Regions from separate parts of the Sus scrofa genome. Here regions 2, 3 and 4 are each linked to region 1. The links are chromatin contacts, called in public Hi-C, HiChIP or PLAC-seq and promoter capture Hi-C maps. All regions are on one chromosome and are shown on one strand. Each heading gives the region's core, a stretch centred on a gene start, on an enhancer-like site or on the middle of the called end of the contact. The rest is flanking DNA. Distances are from core to core; before and after follow the strand shown. Region 1 holds the start of BMI1 (BMI1 proto-oncogene, polycomb ring finger). Region 2 holds the start of OTUD1 (OTU domain-containing protein 1). Region 3 has its middle 23 kb from the start of SKIDA1. Region 4 holds the start of SKIDA1 (SKI/DACH domain-containing protein 1).

What was found. Promoter capture Hi-C pulls out the DNA fragments that hold promoters and counts their contacts. A called contact is a pair of places that touch in the nucleus more often than the background predicts. HiChIP or PLAC-seq counts read pairs in DNA pulled down with a chosen protein or histone mark.
Region 2: a promoter capture Hi-C map of liver shows a contact between it and region 1, with 4 times the contacts expected there. The contact joins the promoter of OTUD1 here to the promoter of BMI1 in region 1. A contact is called at or near these places in 1 of 5 promoter capture datasets (liver) and 4 of 47 Hi-C or Micro-C datasets (heart right ventricle, liver, mesenteric adipose tissue and 1 more).
Region 3: a contact with region 1 is called in an H3K27ac HiChIP or PLAC-seq map of alveolar macrophages. The contact joins the enhancer-like site here to the promoter of BMI1 in region 1. A contact is called at or near these places in 1 of 5 promoter capture datasets (fetal skeletal muscle), 7 of 47 Hi-C or Micro-C datasets (brain, embryonic fibroblasts, fetal heart ventricle and 3 more) and 1 of 2 datasets of contacts at active chromatin or transcription factors (alveolar macrophages).
Region 4: a Hi-C map of embryonic fibroblasts shows a contact between it and region 1, with 2.3 times the contacts expected there. The contact joins the promoter of SKIDA1 here to the promoter of BMI1 in region 1. A contact is called at or near these places in 3 of 5 promoter capture datasets (fetal liver, fetal skeletal muscle and liver), 15 of 47 Hi-C or Micro-C datasets (alveolar macrophages, embryonic fibroblasts, epiblast stem cells and 9 more) and 2 of 2 datasets of contacts at active chromatin or transcription factors (alveolar macrophages and skeletal muscle).

Annotation. Positions count from the first base shown.
Region 1 is chr10:52,594,554-52,597,876 of Sscrofa11.1, forward strand. BMI1 (BMI1 proto-oncogene, polycomb ring finger) reads right to left here and starts at 1,601. Exons shown (of 10, transcript NM_001285971.1): 1 at 1,368-1,601. It overlaps COMMD3 (COMM domain-containing protein 3), which reads right to left. Exons shown (of 8, transcript XM_005668159.3): 8 at 2,838-3,214. The coding sequence ends at 3,155.
Region 2 is chr10:51,619,807-51,623,129 of Sscrofa11.1, forward strand. OTUD1 (OTU domain-containing protein 1) reads right to left here and starts at 1,503. Exons shown (of 1, transcript XM_021064917.1): 1 at 1-1,503. The coding sequence starts at 1,310.
Region 3 is chr10:53,351,019-53,354,341 of Sscrofa11.1, forward strand. No RefSeq gene overlaps it. Among named protein-coding and RNA genes, the nearest start is that of SKIDA1, 23 kb to the left of the region's middle. Within about 2 kb of position 1,468, at least 59 of the 83 cell types and tissues checked have an H3K27ac peak or open chromatin away from gene starts, as enhancers often do. A contact at or near this core is called in alveolar macrophages, brain, fetal skeletal muscle and 2 more, where this site is marked.
Region 4 is chr10:53,328,467-53,331,789 of Sscrofa11.1, forward strand. SKIDA1 (SKI/DACH domain-containing protein 1) reads left to right here and starts at 1,675. Exons shown (of 2, transcript XM_021064948.1): 1 at 1,675-2,567. LOC102158457 (a long non-coding RNA gene) reads right to left here and starts at 1,495. Exons shown (of 3, transcript XR_001299330.2): 1 at 1,346-1,495.

The sequences.
Region 1 (3,323 bases), core at 351-2,850:
CATAGGTTGAACTACTCATAACATTCTAGACATCACCAACCTACACTTGGATTTGAATAAATATGCCTAGAATTTTGCCTACTTTAAAGGAAGGGGTTAATACATGCTCCTCTTTCAAATATTGAACCGTGACCACTAAGCCCACTAAATCCTTTTATTGCAATTGGGAATGATCAAAGTCTCTCTACTTGTTTACTTCCAATTATTAACTGTAAATCTCTGGGAAAAAGATCATGCTATATCGCTGTCAAACCCCAAAGACTGCGTAAACATATGCCATCAACTTTTTAGTGCTCATTTTCCAAAGCATCTCTTCACCACATGACCCATGCTGACATTTAGCAAAACCTATGAAACGTTGTGGACTTAAGTAATGGTTCTGGGTGCATCCCATACTAGAGGTTGAAAGAAAAACTATAGTCTTTGAGAGGGGGGAAAAAAAGAAAAAAGAAAGAAAGAGAGGAAACCTCTTGCAAGACTAACGTCCACTCACCATCATCACTCCAAAAAAAGCTCCAAATTTGAAATGCCCACTTCCCAGTGAGCACGTCCCAAGTAGTGTTTGGAGGACTTATCCGAGACTCCCAACAAATAACACCTTGAAAACTTTACCATTTTAAACACAAATGCAGGAGACCTAGGAAACAACTGGGAACCGCCATCTTACAAGCCATCTAATTTCACACAAGTGTCCCTCCAACTTAAGTTAATAACATTTTTGTTCGGGCTCTCTCCAGTCTAACATCCACCTTAGCGGGATCGCTGCCCCCCACGCAACCCGTCCCTATAAAATGGGGGCGTTCTCTGGCTGTTAAAACCCCTCCAAAGCCCTTTCTTCGGGAGAGGAGGGAAGCCACTTGACCCAAGCAGCTCCCGATTTCAGGCACCCGTCCCCGTTTCATCAAAATCTACCTCTCAACAAAGGGCGCCGTGGCCGGGAGAGCCGCAGAGGCTGCAAATAGAAGTGTTCTTCTCGGGGGCCATGTGCGTCGCGAGGGTGTAGAGGGGCGCTCGGGGGAGAAAGGAACTAAAACGTGGGGCCGCGCGCGGCGCGTCCGGGCTGGAGCGGGCGGCGGCTGGAGCGGCGCCGAGGCCGGCTGGCGGCGGCGGCGCGGCGCGGGCTGCGGGTCGGTCCCGGCGCCGCGGGAGTCGGCGGGCGGCGGCGGGCGCGCGCTCGCGGGCGCGGGCGGCGCGCGGGGCCGGCGGGCGGCGGCGCGGGGCTCGGCGCCCACGCTGTCAGCGCCCTCCCGGCCGGCGCGGGCGAGACGCGGGGGGGCCGCTCCCGGTCCACCCGCGGCCGGCCCGAGCCCCGCACGGCCCCCGCCGCCCCCAGGCCCCGTCCCGGAGGCGCCTAGCCTCCTACGTACCCGGAAAAAGCAGCCGGCGAGAGACGATCGAAGCGGGCGGAAAAGACAATGAAAGTTAAAAGTCGTTCAGCAGAAAATGAATGTGAGCCAAGCGGCCATCTTGAAGCGAGCTGCAGACGCCGCTGTCAATGGGCAACGAGCGCAGCCGAGAGGAGCGGCGGCCGCCGCGCTCGGCTCATGCTGCCTCCCGAGCCCGGCCTCCTCCTCCTCCTCCTCCGCCTCGGCCTCCTCCTCCTCCGCGGCCTCCTCCTCCTCCTCCTCCTCGGCCTCCAACGCCTCCTCCTCCTGGGCCTCCTCCTCCTCCTCCTCGGCCGCCGCCGCCTCCTCCCGCTCCTCACTCGGGGGAGGGAGCGCGCGGAGGGGGCGCGATCAGTATTATTCTGCGGGGCTGGGAGGTGTTTCTAATCCGGATCGGGGCTCCCTCACCACCATCCCCATTGTCTCGCCCCGATCTCTGCCTTTAATACTACGATTATTATTTCATAGTTGCCGTGGGGGGAGGAGGGCGGGTGGGGGGGCGCCGTGTGTGTGCGTGCGGAGCGGCGGGGGGGAGGGGAGGAAGGATGAGGAGGGGGGAGGGGATGGTGGAAAAAAAAAAAAGCACTGCTGAAGGCAGAGTGGAAACTGACACCGGCTCCAAAATGGCTCAGAGTCCGCCCGCCCCCTCCCCCCGCCGCCCCCCCTCCGGGTCACGTGCTCCCCTCATTCCTTAAGGGCGGCCTGGGAATTAGTGTCGGTGTAGTCGGGCCCGCGGCCGCCCCCTCCCCTCGGAGCAGCGCTACCCGGCCCCCTCCCCCTCGCTCGGCGCGGCGGCGCTGGCTGCGGAGACATTTCTCCACAGCGCCACCCGCGCCACCCAGCTCTCGGCGCGGGCATCGCTCCGGCCCCGCACGCAGCTCAGCCCACCCCACCCCCCGTTATTTCTTTCTTTCGCCGCCCGCCTCCGCCCGCGGCGCACACGTCCCCGGGCTCCCGCCGAGCCGCCGCCCCCCGCCTGGCCCCACCGGCCCCACGGGCTGCGGCCCAGAATCCGGCGGCGCGGAACCTGCGCCTGAGTTGGGCTCGCGGAAACAACAGCGCCCGCCCCAGTCTTCCCGCGGCCGCGCCGGCCCCCTTCCCCGCCCGCCAGTGGCCGAGGCGGGGCGCGCGCGGGCAGCCGCTCGCTCCGGGCAGGGGCTCGGCGCGGGACCGGCCGGGTCGGGCCTCCGGAGCTCCGCGTGCGAGGGTCGGGCTTCGGGCGAACCCTCGGGCGCAGGTAACGGGATCGGCCGGCTCCCGCCGCGGGGCGACCGCGCCTGCTCCCCACGTCCCGAAGCTGGGGTCTTGAAGCAAAGCCGCCCCCGGAGATCGCATCCTTTCCCACTGTGTTTAACTTAGATCCTGAGAAAAGGCGATCGTTAAAAGTTAACGCCAGTCGTGTCTATGTCCTCAGAGTAATAATTAACAAACTCAAATCCAAACTCTCACCACTCTTTTTGTGGGAACAACTTATTTATTCAAAATGTAATACTGTCTGCTTCCTCTTGTAAGACTTGAAAAAATCAAGTGGGATCAATGTACGAATAATACTAAAGACGATTCATATACTTAGGCAGAATGTCCCTCTCAACCCTTTCACACATGTAAAAAAAAAAGTAGTGTCAAAATTGTTGAGTGACAGAAATCAAAAAGAAAAAATTTATTCTCTTGAAAAGGAATACATCCAGCTCGCACAAATGGTGGTTCGGCGGATGGCAAGGCGTTCCTGGTCTTTCTCTAGACCCGGGCAGATCTTTAACTTCCCCAAGTTACAACTGAGTTGCTCTTTCCAGGCTTTTCGAAGCATCTTTAAGTTTTCCTACTAAGTCCTGAAAGAGGTATATGATGGCACGTTTTTAGCATAAACACAAGAAAGAAGTATGCAAGTTTGAGAAAGATGCAAGGAAAAAGTCGGGAGGTACTTTGTAAACAAATTTA
Region 2 (3,323 bases), core at 253-2,752, 970 kb before region 1:
TAGGAGTGATCAAACACCGCGTCATAATGTCCGTTACTGAGCCAACTGAGCCAAATGCTAGGCCTTAGGGAATCCTCAGGGCCCAAATAGTGAATCATGGTAGACACGGTGGGGCTCTCCAGCCTCCCTCCAGTAGTTAGATGTATATTCACATTCAGCATCTGCCCCATGGCCAGCAGTTCAGGGTACCCGGCCCACGCCCCGTCTTGAGCAGCAGCGATGATAAACTCCCCCACGTCGCCCTCGATCAGGGGGCTGAAGTGGTCGAGGTGGTCGGCGATGTAGTGCACCGTCTGCTCCCGCAGCTCCCGGTGCAGGCTCTGGTCCCCGTACACCGCCTTGCTGACTGCTCGGTAGAGGCAGTTGCCGTCGGGAATGATGTGAAAGCGGTACTTGTTCCTCTGCCGCAGGTACTTGTCCTGCCTCTCCACCTCCGCCAGGTACAGAGCCAGCTTCTCGTCCCGGGGATCCGACCTGGAGACGATCACCGCCTCGGCCGCGCCGCCCGGGGCCGCCTCGCCGCTCCGGGCCGGGGTTGCCTGGGCCTCCGGGTCGGGCCGCCGCGGCTCGTCGGCCCCGGGAGAGTCGCCGCGGTCGCCGGCCCTGTCCCAGCCGCGGAGGCTTCTCTCCGCCGGGCGCTCCTCGGCCCACGGCCCGGGCTCCGGGCTCCCCGGGGGTGGCGCGGGGCCTCGGTGTTTGGCGGCGGCCAGGGCCTGGCGGTGCTCGCTCAGTCGGAAGTTTCTGTCGGGCCCCTCGCGGGCCGCGTCCAGGCCGGCGGGCTCGGGGCAGTCGGGCCTCAGCAGTTCCTCCAGAAGCCAGGCCGAGGAGCCCCGCCGTGGCGGGACCGGGGCGCCGGACGCCGGGGCCAGGAGGAGGCAGCGGCCGCGCGGGGCGGTAGGCGCGGCGGCGCCGGGCTCGGGGCTGCGCAGCAGGAGCCGGTCGGCGCCCAGGGCCCGCACGGTGATCTGCGCGGTGGACGTGTAATGTGGCGGCAGCGGCGGCTTGCAGGACCCGCCGGGAGGCCCGGCAGCGGCGGCCGTGGCGGGGGCGGCGGCCCCGGACACCACCTCGAAACAGGAGGAGAAGGCGGGCATCTTGGAGGCGGGGGCGGCGACGGCGGCTTCGCGGGGCTCGGCGGCCGCGGCCGACTGGCACTCACCGGTCTCGGGCTCTGGCGCGCCGCTGGCGGGTCCCGGGGGCTGCAGAGAGACCTTGAACGGGGCGGCAGCGGCAGCGGCTGGCGGAGCGGGGGCTGTGGGACCCGGGCCCCCGGCTGGGAAGTGGGTGCAGACGCTGCTGTAGAGCTGCATGTCCCTGCCCGCTGCTCGGCTCCTTATAGGCGCGCCGAGCCCCGGTGAGGGGACACACCCTCCGGGCCCGGGGGAGGGGGCCGGCCGAGCGCGGTGACCCAGTGCCCCGAGAATAGAAATGACCGAAGAGCTGCCGGCGCGTCAGGAGCCGCAAATAACGCCCGGGTCCCCGCCAAATTCCTGCTGCGCCACAGCGTGCGGTGGGGGCGGGGAGGGGACGCGCGCTCGACCCCTGCCGGCGCGCTCGGCCCGCAGACACGGGGCGCCGCGCCCGCTGCCGCTGCTCCGGCCCGCGGCGGCCGCTGGGTACTCTCGGAGGAAGCCGCCCTCCCCGCTGGAGAGCGTCCCGCCGGCAAGAGCAGAGAGGGCCGCGCTGAGGGGCCAGGAGGCGGGGCCGCAGTTGTTTACCTCAGACCGCGCGGCCGCGTCACGTGCCCTCGCTGGAATGCGCGGCTCGTCGCTGCGTCCCATTCAATCGCGCGGGATCGCCACGCCCCTCGGGCCTGCTCCGCCCCGTTCGGCGACGTCATGGGCGTGGCCCGTAACGCGGGCCGTGAGCGGCGGGCGCGCGGGCGGGAGAGCGCCGGGCTGCGAACCTAGCGCGGTCGAGGGACTCTTGGCCGCTCACCCGCTGAAGCCGTACGTTTTGGCGCCGCGTTTTTCTGCGCTACTTTAGCAGATCGTGGCGGGCTGGGCGCTGCTGGACGCGGTCTAGAATGCTTGGAAGACTGCGTTTCTTAAGAGCGCTGCCCTAAAACTTTCATGGCACCAATGCCGTCTTTTTCATTTACTCCCTTAGATTATGTTGTTAACGTAGCGTGTCGCTTCCCTTTCTCCCCAGCACCTTACTGCCCGGCTAAACCGAAACCAACTTTTCTGCACCCCTAACCCATATCAACAAGTAAATACAACACTGAGAGAAATACCAAATGCCTAACCTAGAAATACTAATTGCCTGATTAGGCACAGCTGCTACCATAGGTCAGCAGCAAAGTGACGCATTCAGAGAACGCTGAAATTGAATAGAATATTGAAAATAGTTCTACCCAACGGTGTTAGTTGTTCCTGTTTGTAAAGAAAAGCCATGACACTCAAATGTTCGATCATGTATTGACTGTATAGTAGGGAGCACTGCTTCTGCTCTATTTTGAGTTTTGAGCATATGCTAAACTAACAGGGCTTAAACGTTCAAAGGGAACCTAAGAAGCTATTCTACCATTCTAATGATGGGAAAATAAGCTATGGAATACGCCTCCCCTCACGCTTCTGCTGATGCCACGAACGGAAAAACTTCGTCTTATCGGCGATTACAGTTATTGAACCAACACTAGCACAGAGCCTGGCACATAGTTGGAACTAATTAATATTTACTGAATGAATTAGCTAATGAAGGAGGCGTTCCCAAGACAGTGGAGAAGCCAGAACTACCATCCTGGCCTCCTGATCCCAGCCAGGACTTTTAATTTGCAGTGGTGGGTGCGACAGGCAGGGTCCCAGCAGGTTCCTTTGAACCTGTTAGGTAAGTCAACTCAGAAGGGTAAACAACCATGTAAATGCCTAACCATCTTTTCAGCTTGGGAACTTGTAGACCCCACTGACCAATTAGGAAAGAGAAATTACTCAGATTTCATCGTTGATTGGGACTGTCCACCCGGAACTCTACTTTTAGCCTTTCAGTAGCTGGTGCTCTGAAACAGAAGACAAAACAATTAACAATAAAATAATCCTCAAATAGTATTTGCTGAGTACCCACTGTGTGCATAGCAGAGCTAGCAAACAGGAGCATGGAGGGAGATAAGGAAACTATCTTTAAAAAATTTTAAATCCTAAAGCAAGAATGAATTTTGAATGGATTGGAGTAAAAAAATAGGGGGAAAAAATAAGGGTACAAGTTAGGTCTGATGTACTGAATTAGGAATGTCAAAACCCAGGGGTTCCCACTGTGGCTCATCGGGTTAAGAACCTAACATAGTGTCCATGAGGATGCAGGTATGATTGCAGGGCTTGCTCAGT
Region 3 (3,323 bases), core at 218-2,717, 760 kb after region 1:
CAGCATCTCCATGAGACCAGATACCATCTTCTATGGAGATATCTTGGTATTAATTAATGACTGCTTTATTCTCATTATTCACAAGGAAAAATAGGGGTCGTGTCACATTAAAATTAAGATTATCTTAGTTTATCTGGGCTCTTAAACAAAGATCATTCAAAGTAATTATATTTTGAATTAACAAAGGTAGGCAATTTATCTCGGGTTTTTTTTTTTTTTTGGTTCAAAGACAAAAAATAAAGATAAAAAATCAGCAAAATTTCATTTTGAAGATAGAAAGAACCAAACAAACATGTCTTGACTTTTGCAATATTTCCCTTGCTAAAGGGGGAATGAGGGAACTATAAAAGACGTGACTTTGCAAAGTCAAGTCCTTTTTAAAAGACTCAGATCGAAATTCTTGCTATGCAACAAGGATTCAGGTTTGATTAATTTTCTGCAAGCGACGTGACAGCGGTGTTTTAAAAGATTAATTAAAATTGAAGTGATACGGAGCAGGAATTCAACCTGCAGAGGCGTCCCAGGCGCCTTGGGGGGGCTTTGCAAGCGAGTCCCAAGCCCAAACTATGGGCTTTCCCGAGCCTGGGACGCAGCTCCCTGTCTCCTGGAGAGGAACGCGGAATTTGGCAAGGCGCCCGCCTGGCCGCCTGGCATCCCGAGCTGGCCGCCAGCTCTCGGGGGTGGAGACGGGGTGTGTCCCGGGGAACCCGCTGCCTTGAGAACTGCTGGCGCAGCTTTCGATCAGCCAGTGAGGTCCAGGGCCACTCCGAGAGGCCTGAGGAGACTCCAGGCAGCCTCGAGCTGACGGCCCCAGGCTGCGTCCAATTTCCGGGGGGAGGGGACACCGATTTTGTACCTGGGCTCACGTGGAGCCCCCTCCAGGGTCGTGAGCGTGGGAGGCGCGTGGATAGCGCTCTGCGAAGACGCATCCCCAGAGCTGAGGACGTGGAGGGCTCGGTCGTTGGGCTGCGGCTGCCGGGCCAGGGAACCGGCCTGCTGGGCTGTCCTGCCTCTTGGGCTCGGACTCGGGATTCCGGGAGGCCCTTCGCTGCTCTGCCGCCCAGCCACGTCCCCCTACCTTTTCGCTCACTTTCCCGCCCGGCTTCTCCCCTCCCCCCGCATCCCTGTGCCCTCGCTCCCCTCCGCGACGCTTCGCCCGAGTAAGGAATCAGCGGCGTGCAATTGTAACTACTCAAGGAGACACAATCGCGGGAGCTCTCGGGGTCGCGCGCGGCGGAGAGGCGATGCGGGTGGCGCCCCAGAGGGTGGGTGGGGGAAGCAGGGGGCGTTTGTTTGCAATTCGCCTCCCCTCGGCGCGAAGTACGGTGTCCCCTTCTCTCCACCTGGGGGCAGGGGTCCGGACCGTGAGGCCGAGCCGCGCGGGGCCCTCTCTTGGCTGCGTCGGCGGGATAGGTTCTGTGCCCGTGGGTCCCCGGCTGCGCGGTGGGGGCGCCGCCGGGCGGCCTCCCGGCTGGGTCAAGCCTCCGCCCAGCGGCGACGCGGGGAAACCCCTGCCCCTGCGGCGGGTCCTAGGGGACACATCCTGAAAGGATCCCTGGGGGTTCTCCGCGCTGCGGAGGCGACACGGTTTCTCCCACCCCTCCCGTCTGCCTCTCCCACCCTCGTCCCGGAGACCTCGGAGTGGCGAGAAGTGGGAGGGGAGGCGGGTAAACAGAAGGCGAAGGCCTGGGAGCCGGAGCTGGGGGAATCAGGGTCGGAAAGGAGGCACTGAGACGCGGAGAAGAGGCTGTGGGGCCAGGCGGGCTCGGCTTAAGAGGGCGGGGTGGGGGGCGAGGCGAGAGTCCCTTCCCTTCCCATCCGAGTGGCGCAAGGGCCCCTCTTCCCCGGGGAACCCCCACCCAGCAGCTTCCAACCTCGAGAACAAAGGGTCTGGGAAGCACGGTCGGGGTCGGGGAGCAGAGGTGGAGGGAGGCAGGAAGGCAGGCGGTGGGGGCAGGGGAGGGTGCCTCGCCACATTTCCTCTCGCGGCCGAATGACGGAAAGCTCCCTACAGCAAACGCCTCACCGAGGCCGCTTCAAAATCCGGAGGGCTCGGGTTCCTTACCTAACGGCTGCACTCGCTCCCTTCCTCCCCCAGCGTCCCCACCCCCTCCGGGGACTGCGGCCCGGGAGCTGCAAGGCCGGCGGCGCACCGCGACGCGGACGGAACAGCGGGGCAGCAGCGCCTCCTGCAGGTGCCGTGCGCCTCCGCAGCCGCCGCGCCGCACCGGCTCTTAAGGTGGAACCGGCCTCGTTTCCCACCCGCGCGTTCGGCTCTTCCGCAGCAGTGCTTCCACCCGCCGCAAGCCTCGCGCGAGAAGCTGGCCTGGCCACCCCGAACTGTCGGAGTCTGCTGGTTCCTGCTACTCTTTCCCTGATCCCTTGGTCTCACTACCTGCAGGTCTTCGTCCGTGGATGCCCCGGTATCGATTTCGACAACCACAATTGATAACTCCCTGCTGGTATAAAAGGATGCGTAAGTCACGCGTCCGGGCGTAAAGACCAAAACAGCGTTTCTTTAACTGAAGAGCAAACTTTTATTTTCGTTTATTAAAAGCAGAAGGCCAGCGGGAAAGGGTCGCCAAGGGTTGTTGACTTGTCCATGGGTCTTTCTACTCCAAATGTTCAGGATGAGACTGGCCGGTACGGGAATAGCATTTGACGCCCACAACTTGCAGACTCTTGGGAAGGTGCGGGTGCAAGGGGACGGAAAGGCGCTGGGGCCCCGTAGGAAACCCCTCCTTCTTTATCTCCAGGTTCAGCTTACTCTGGCTCCGATGCTTTGTTTATTTGGTGAAAGCAAGGAACCTGTAGAGTATCGAAGAGCAGATTTTCTTTCTTTTTTTTTAACTAAACGTGCCTGTGCGTGTAAACTCATCGTTTCTCGGGTATAAGTAACCTCAGCGAACTCGAGATTCTTGGGGAAAACCTACGAGCCCCGAGCGGGGCACAAACAAGCCAACTCTGGTTCCGGTGCCATCTGCAATAAATTCCTTTCCTCCGCTCTTCCTTCCATGCCCTGGAGAGGGTCCCCCCTGGGGTTGTCCCAGGATTCCTGCACACCCAGGATCCGGAGTCTCCAAGTTGGGTCCCAGAGCCGGTAGGGCGGGGGTGGGGGGGAGGGGAGGCAGCGAAGGCCGCGGGAGGGAAGTTTATGGGCACAGTGGGAACCTGCCAGTGCCCCCGCGCGCAGCCTAGGCCCCGCCCTGCTGGGTTCCGCCCCAGAGAAGCCGAGCCCTGGGTCGGGCCACAGCGGGAGATGCTCGCTCCGGCAGGTGCCTCGGGGTCACACCTACCCTGGGGGTTGCAAACCGCAAGCGAAA
Region 4 (3,323 bases), core at 425-2,924, 730 kb after region 1:
ATCCCCATTCTTTTGGCCAGCTTTCACATTAATAATCTAAGCCATAAATGTTGGTAGCTATTGATCGAAATCCCCTGTGTGCATGCAAATCCATCTTAAAGTCCCCTGCCTTTCATGTGTGAGCGCTCAGGGGCCTCTGCTAGATCTTTTTATCGGGATCGACCCCCAATGTGCCTGGAGAAGACCCCGGATATGCAACGTGTGCTGATGGCTACAAGAAAGCTGTCTGTCACATTCTGGGTGTGTGTGTGTGTGTGTGTGTGTGTGTGTGTGTGTGTTAGCGTGCAGCACACTCACGCACGCGCGCGCTCACACCTTAACACACACACACACACACACACATGCAACGATAGGGAAGTTAAAGGAACAAAAGAATGTATTAGACAAGAAGAAAGATGTTTAATAGGAGTATTAAAAATGTATAAGTGTGAAGGTATCTGAGTGCACATACAAAGATACTCGTATAAATTGTATACACAGACCCAGTTCTCAAATCTCTTGGCCTTTATTTTTCTCTATTTGATCCAACAGATTATAACTTTAGTTGTTTTTTTTTAAATCTTAATATTCTACTAGTTTTAAGAATCACCCATATTGCCGGTATTTTAAAGGTGGAAGGGGAGGAAGGAGAGGAAAAGGTGATTTTTGAAATAGCTACTAAATAATGTTGTCTTGTGCAGGAGGAATAGGAGTGTGTGTGTGTGTGTGTGTGTGTGTGTGTGTGTGTGTAATTCTAAATAGGAATCAAGAACAACTAGAACTACCTGGCCCAAAGGGGGGGAAAAAAAAAAAGAGACGTTCTAGCCAACCTTTTGTAATATCTTCTCAAAGCGTTTTCTGAGTTTACTATTTCTTGGCTGTTTGGTGGAAATCTTAAAGCTGGGGGAGGGGAATTGGACGACTATGGGGTGGGGTGGGAGGAAGAGGGCTGGCAGCATAAAAGTGCATCAGGAGGAATTTTAAAACATTATTGTCATTGGCAATAGAAAGACACTGGTCATTCTACTTTAAAAAGCAAACACCAGCATCTGCTTTTCCTGGAAACTTTGCATTCTGCCAAAACCTTTTGCATTTTGCCTCCTGTGAAAGTGAAAGAGAAAAACGCGGTGTGATAGATCCAGATGCAAAAGAAAGCCAACTCGGTGGATGGTATTAGCTGTGACGAGGCATTGTTCATTGCTGCCTCTCGGTTACGTTTAAAGCCTGAAATATCACGAGATCCATTCAATGATCCTTCTCTCATTCAAGGGACAAAAATGTAATTTGCTGTAGCTCTGATTTCTTGGATGGAAATGCTAGCCTTAGATTTCAAAGGCAAGAACTAGACATCGCGGTTTGTACACACATTGATTAAGTTGAAGAGCGGCGATTACATCTGTGCGGAGTGCAACAGTAGTCCAGGGCTGACTTTTCAAATCCCAACCTCTGAGTTACAGACGCTCTTAAATAGACTTCCTTAATTTCCGGATGCACTTCTTGAAATTCCCAATTCTCTTCAAAATTCCTGGGAAATTACATGGAAGACGAGGGTGGGGGTAGGGAACTATGGCTGAGATTTCATGCAAACTACCTTTTTGTATGTCTGATTCCTCGGTTTTTAATCTCTCTCTCTCTCTCTCTCTCTCTCTCTCTCTCTCTCTCTCTCTCTCTCTCTCGCCATACCTGCTTATGCTAGCCAGAGCAGGGGAAGCTGGAACTTTTGAATGTGAAGGAAGAAATTACTGTACAATTTTTTTCTTGCAGGGTCAGAAATATCCGTTTATTCTTTTAACCACACGGATGTCTCTATTTTTGGAAGAGCAAGGAAATATATAAATGCCTGGGTTGTATTTGTGCTGTAGTTGCAAACACCGAGCAGTTAAGAAGATTTTGCCGAATTTTGCAAAGCAGCCAACAAACCGCCTTGGGATCGTGGTAATGCGACTGGGAAGACCTTTGCTCTCATTTGGCAATATTTTGGATATCCTTGAAAATGACACCAAAATATGCCTTAATTTGACTAAGAAGAGGTTAAACAATATTGGTATTCATCCAAAGTGATTTTTTTTTTTAAAGCAGATGCTTGGCTTTCATGGAAAAAATGGGAGTTGTGGAAGATTCATTTAAACTACCAACCAAAAGCATCCTAGACCACTGAAATAGTCTGCATCGTACATCAGCACTTTCTTTTCATCTTTATTACGTAAAACCTCTGGAAGCACCTTGGGCGGTTTACATTTTCTTTTCTTTGCTACAGAAGCAGTCCCTTCCATGGAATTCTGACCTGTGGTGAACAGGACCCTGGCAAAGGCTCTGCTGGGGACTCTAGGAAGATCCCGCCTCCGATCCAGCCTGGTTAATTGTGAAAAGTGTACACATTTCTGGCTTATCTATGCTTTGTTATGGGTCTGACGTGAAACTACCTCCTCCCCAGCCCACCCCCCAGCAGAGCACCAAAATCCAGTTGAATTGTTACAGTGTTTCGGAGCTGGAGCCTTGAACTGCTTCCTTGGTCAAATAACTTTGTTTCTGTGTAAAAAGGCATTTCAGGGGTGGAAAAAAAAGGAAAATCGAGAGAAATTCAAAACGTAAGTCTGTACTGGGGTGGTTCACCGCGCGGATTTAACTTTGGAGTTCCCAGTCAGGCTCCTTCCCCACTCCCAAAAGGGAAATACCAAGCTATTCTGCACGTTTACGCTTAAGCTTCATTTTCCAAAGGAAAAGGGGGAGGGGTGTATCTATTTAGGCTTGATAATGTCTTAAAAATGCTTTTCTTTGAGATGATAATAGCTATAGCGGTAAAATGCAAATAAAGCAAAAAATAGGCAATATTCCTTTAAAGGCGAATATACAGGTTTTTTTTTTTTTTTTTTTTTTTTTTTTTTAAAGCGTACACACACTGCTTCTGATGAAGTCTGTGAGTCAGGCTGTTTCTGAGCTTCGATAGTTTAATGGAAAGATTTATATACCGACTGTATTATTTACTTTGGGAGGGGAGGTGGCAGTATAAGGGTATGCTAATTAGTGGGAGATTTTGGGGGGAAGGGGTGGAATATCAATTTTTATTGCATCACCTGTCAGGAGTGTCCAATCAGCGCTGGCTTTAGGGGAATTAATTGATGAAGGTGTCTCCGGACGAGCTCACTTCACTCTGTCATTTTATTTGTAGCTAAAGCAGCGGCGGGAATAGCAGCTGCATTTCTTTTCTCTTTCTCCCTTCACATTCCATTATCATAGTGCTCCAATGGAGAAGGAAGGAATAGAGGGGCCCAGGTACTGATCTGCATCGGGGACTTAGACCAACACACTGGCAGATCAGAAACCGGATGGTTTTTTCCCTCTTT